2 separate regions of the Arabidopsis thaliana genome follow, and region 2 is linked to region 1. Evidence: chromatin contacts called from public capture Hi-C data. All regions are on one chromosome and are shown on one strand. The core of a region is the stretch at or near the end of the contact, and the rest is flanking DNA. Distances in the headings are between cores, read along the strand shown.

The links. Capture Hi-C pulls out chosen DNA fragments and counts their contacts.
Region 2: a capture Hi-C map of shoot shows a contact between it and region 1, with 2.5 times the contacts expected there. A contact is called at or near these places in 4 of 26 Hi-C or Micro-C datasets (cotyledon, root and seedling) and 2 of 3 other capture datasets (root and shoot).

What each region holds. Positions count from the first base shown.
Region 1 is chr1:24,905,850-24,908,653 of TAIR10.1, forward strand. It overlaps SWEET6 (Nodulin MtN3 family protein), which reads right to left and starts at 1,387. Exons shown (of 1, transcript NM_105348.1): 1 at 602-1,387. The coding sequence starts at 1,387. The coding sequence ends at 602.
Region 2 is chr1:25,052,049-25,054,971 of TAIR10.1, forward strand. LBD40 (LOB domain-containing protein 40) reads left to right here and starts at 1,625. Exons shown (of 2, transcript NM_105380.5): 1 at 1,625-1,942; 2 at 2,100-2,816. The coding sequence starts at 1,753. The coding sequence ends at 2,611.

The DNA.
Region 1 (2,804 bases), core at 137-2,636:
ATTTCAGTGGTATTCCCTATTGGACTACTTTTGTTTTTTTCATCTTTCCACTTACACTTTAATGGGAATGGGCTATGGGCTGATTTAGTCTCATGTTCAACACTACAAGCCCTAATCCTAATTCTTGTTATGAAATTCACCAAAATATTTGGACCAAAGAGCTGATCAAACCAAGTTTGTATCTGTTTCTAATCCTTTACTCGGTTCTAGGGAAATCGAGTTAATATTTGTTTCTATTTATTTGGGAAACTTTTCAGGCAATCAAGTCTAGGGAGAGAATTCTTGTTGATAAATTTTGGATAAATGACTCATTGATTAATTGAAGAATAAGTACAAACTATGGGTTAACATTAGTTGCATTTTTAGTGAATTTGTTCAAGAAACATCAACGACTTTTTCTCAATTTTCACTCTTGAAGAAATGGTCCTCAAACAAAAAAAAATGACCAAAGAGAGAAGTCATATTTTTAAAAGAGTCTACGGCTTCTGAGAACTATGGACAACGAAATTTGACTTATTCGCATATTACAGTCCTAAAAATATAAAAAAAATCCTAGATGATTATATAATAAACTTACAGTGAATAACATGAAAAGACCAAATCAAACGCCGCTAACTCTTTTGTTTAAATATGGGATGTTCTCGGGTTCAGTTTGAGCGATCGCATTGGATAATCCGACTTCACCAACGTAACCGAGTCGGTTCTTCCTTTCCTCCATTATCCCTTTGGTAGATTTGTAGTAGGTACCATACAATATTAACTGTACTAGTCCAAAAACACACCCAATCCCATTTGGTATAGCCAGGAATGGATCAAAAGGCACAAAGCCATAAATTGTCCAAACACCTGCGTTTAGAAAACCAACTACCGATAACAAAAACGGCATGAACTCCAAACTTTTTGTTTTTATTACCATTTTCATGACAGACAATGGAGAAGCATACATCATAGCGTTGAAAACGCAAGATACAATCCCAACGCTTATCGTCCGTTGATCGGTAGTGTGTTCGAGAGTTAAGACCAAAACCGCAAGGGTAGCCACAAACACAACTTGAACGGTTAAAACAGCGGATATTACCAACCGATGTTGTTGACGACCACAAAATACAAAAAAGATTGTAAGGAAAACGATTTCGATCGTGATTCCTATACCGCTTATTGTAACGAGCAAGGTGCTATCAGGATGAACCATAGGAAGTCCATAAAGAGCACGAACCAAACAGTTTAGGAGAGTCGCTAAATATGGCAATGGTGAGTATTTTTCCACTGACTTCTTTTTCACTATGTGTATAAACGTTGGCGTTGGCGATAGAAACAAACATAGAGAGATGAAGTTTCCTAATATACCAACAATCTTCCGAATAAGATTCAACTGTTCATGCACCATATTGTTATGATGAAGGGTAGTTATCTTGAAAGAAATATAAAAAGACAAAATAGAAGAAGAAGGCAAAAAGCAAATTTGAGTAAGATTGCTCGATAGAGTCATGGTGAGTAGTTCATTTTCATAGCGGACAACACGTGGAAACATTTTCCACGGGAGGAACAACACATGGATATATCAGAAGAAGTTAAACACACACACAAAAAAAGTCCAAACACATCGATCCACTACCAAGAACAAAAAACGTTGGACAATGGATATGAAAAATTTGGGTTGCGTAAAATATCTATAATATTCAATTTAATAGTATGCTTAGGGATATCAAAATGGGTAACCCAACTCAACTTAACTCATAATCAAATGAGTTTAAATGAGTTGGGTCAACCCATAACTCATTTAATTTAATGGGCTGAGTTGTTAAATGGATTAACCCATTTAAGTAATAATTTAATTAATTATTATTATAAAATAATAATAAATAATTATCATTATTAATTCATTATCATCAAACTTAGGATATTTACGGATTCCACTTTTTATTGGTTTACGTTTTTGGCGGGAAAATCACGGGTTTACGTTTTTGGCGGAAAAATTATAGGTTTACGTTTTTGGCGGAAAAATTATAGGTTTACGTTTTTGGCGGGAAAATTACCGCTTTACGTTTTTGGCGGGAAAATTACGGATTTACGTTTTTGACGGGAAATTCACGGGTTTACGTTTTTGGCGGGAAAATCACGGATTTACATTTTTGGCGGGAAAATCACGGGTTTATGTTTTTGGCGGGAAAATCACGGATTTACGTTTTTGGCGAGATAATCACGGGTTTACGTTTTTGGCGGGCAAAACACGGGTTTACGTTTTTGGCGGGAAAATCACGGGTTTACGTTTTTGGCGGGAAAATCACGGGTTTATGTTTTTGGCGGGAAAATCACGGATTTACGTTTTTGGCGGGAAAATCATGGGTTTACGTTTCTGGCGGGAAAATCACGGATTTATGTTTTTTGGTGAAAAAATTACGAGTTTACTTTTTCTCAATTTCATCGCTTGTATATTTAAGAAATTTGGAAAAATATTAATTTTATTAAATTGGTTTAGATGTGTTGGTTAAACTTAAATTGGCATTGATTTAGAGATTTTAGTTGGTTTAATTCAATTTTACAAAACTTGATAGTTTAATTGGGTAACCCATTGAAACCATTAACCATTACAACCCAACTCATTTTACTCATCAAACCAATTGACTCATCAAACCAATTGACTCATCAACTCATTTGACCAATCAACTCATTTGAGTCAAAAATTTTAACTCATTAGGGTTCATGGGTTGAGTTGAGTTGAGTTGACCCATGAATTTTGACCCATTTTGACACCTCTAAGTATGCTATTCATTTAGACTGGAGTCAGAAAATTCGAATAATCA
Region 2 (2,923 bases), core at 375-2,874, 150 kb after region 1:
ATTAGGTTATTGACTTATTGTTTATCTTACAATATGTTAAGTTATTTGATATAGAAAATTATTGTACAACTTTATACAGGTCTTCTAAATTACCTGAAACGACAACAAATTTATTTCATACTAGTATATATCATATAGCATATATAGCTTTCACATTCGTCTGTAACTGGTCTTTCAGAAAAATTGACTCTATAGAGTCTACTAGCTATAGTTATGATTGTTCGCATGATTATATTATTAGTTAAAGTGGAGACAATCGTATTAATCGTGTGATAGCCGGCAGAAGAAAAAATAAATCGTTTTATCCGTTAAAATTATATATATTTTGTTTTACTGTATTTTTCTAGTTTTTAACTAAGTTTTATCTTTATATAAATAATTATAAATGTTTATATAATGTTTGATATACTTAAATAAATATTTTATCTAAACTTTGTTTGCGATTTGACATTTTTAACATTTTTGATAGATATTTATATATTTTCTATAATTTTAATTTTTAACTGTTTCTAAACCTTAATAATAATTAATAGATTGTGTGTGCGTTTTTTTCTTTATTTTATTAAAGAAGTAATAGAAATAATTCAAACATCACCATTCAATGATGGGTGTTTCAATGGAAGAAACTACCAAATCTAACCAATAAACGTTGGCATCTATTCACCTAAAAGTAAAAATTGTAGAGCCTATATTAGTCAAAGTGATCCATGCAGATAATTTATTAGTAGGTCTTTCGATATTAATGTTGATATATACTAGAGCCTATAGAAGTCAAAGTGATTCCATTAAGATAATTTATTAAGTAGGTATTTGGATATTAATATTAATTATCAGAATTATGTATGGAGCTACATAATGTGTAACCGCTCAGAAAACGCGGCGATTCGACCAAACTCTGTTACCACAATGTCTCCGCCACGCGATCACACTTTTGCGCTTGCATGCGAACGTTGAAATTCGAACCTCTCATCTCTCTATTTACCATTTTACCCTCTAGTAATTTCGTTTTCAAAATTTACTATCTCCAAATATTTTGGCAGTCCATTATTAATTGCCGAACATTAAACTGCGGTCTAGACAAAAACAAACGGCGGTCAGATATAAACAACTAACCAAAAAAATAAAATACTTGACTGGTTTTGGACATTTTCGTCGATGATGATCACGCGCTACGAATGAGAGCCAAAGACAAAGCTCAACGGGCTTCCATATATATTTCATATTTATTAGTAACTATTTTCCCCAAAAAAAAAAATATATATTATTAGTAACTACAAACAAACAAACAAAATGTATAAACCATGAAAATTAAAGATTTTAAAATTTTATAACTATACAAATAGTATGAGAAGCTTTGTTTATTTTTATAAACACATAATAACAGTTTGAAAAAATTACTTACCTAAATAAAGGTAATATTCTCGTAATTTACTAAAATAATTCATACAAAATATAAAAACAATTACAAAACTCTTCTTTTTTGGGCTCTTTACATCTTATTTATACTTTGAAAATTACGATATCCATTTAGAGAAAAATATAACATGCACGTCACAAATTTATTTATTTTTTGAAAAAAATTACACACAAAGAAAACGACAACTTCGTTCCTTGTTAATTGTTATGATCTCTCCGACCAAACCCAAGCAGCTTCTCCCTCTTAAATACCTCTTCCTTCTTCTAAGATCTCTGGACCATTCTGTACTTTCCCTCAAACCCAAAACACATTTTGTTTTTTGTTTCCCATCTAAAATGCGTATGAGTTGTAACGGATGTCGAGTTCTACGAAAAGGCTGCAGTGAAAACTGTAGCATAAGACCTTGTCTTCAATGGATCAAATCCGCTGAATCTCAAGCCAACGCCACCGTCTTCCTCGCCAAGTTTTATGGCCGTGCGGGGCTCATGAACCTCCTCAACACCGGTCCTGACCACCTCCGTCCTGGTATTCAAACTTCCCATGCATGTTATGTTTTTTGTTTGTTATGGTTAATTGCGAAGTTCTGGACGGAATCTCTCATACATCTTTTTAGGAAACGTAGGATCCTGTTTATTTTTCTAACATGCATCTAATAATTTGGTAATTTTGTTTGTTTTTGCAGCGATATTTAGATCATTGTTGTACGAAGCATGCGGGAGGATTGTGAATCCGATATACGGATCCGTGGGGTTATTGTGGTCAGGAAACTGGCATCTTTGTCAAGCGGCCGTTGAGGCAGTAATGAGAGGCTCACCCGTGACTCCGATCGCATGCGACGCAGCGGTTACTGGTCAAGCACCTCCTTTTAACAACAAGCTTTGCGACATAAGACACGTGTCAAGCAGGGACGAGAACGTTAAGAGACGGAGCCGTGGTGCATGCAAGGAAGAGAGAAACGTGAGGTCTTTGAGTCATGAGTCGTCACTGAGTCACGAGTCACCGGTGTCTTCTGAGGAGACGACGACGGAGGAACCAAAGACTTGGATCGGGCTTGAGCTGACTTTGGGGTTGGAGCCTTTAGCACGTGGAAATCACGTGGTGGTACCGATGAAGAAAAGAAAGTTAGAGAGGTGTGGCACGTCTGAGGATGAGGACACGTGTAAGATTGAGCTTGGACTGGTGTGCAGTGAGTGAATGGTTCTTTTTTTGTGGCTGGTCTTAATTACAAGTTTTGGTGTTGAGTTTTAGGTGTACAAATAGAGATTAACGAATCTCTCTTTTTTCTCTTTTTGAGTTTTATGTTTTGTTTTGTTTTCTTTTGCATGTTCGGTGTTCTTCATAAATATGTATGATGAATGATAAAGAGGTCTTAACTTAACAAATCTTGGTTCGGATCGACATAACAAACATTTCTTCTTTCCATTCTAAATTCTTGATTTTACTCATGTACTTAAACAAACGATGCAATTGATGTAAACACGTTTATCCCAATAAATTTTGTATTTT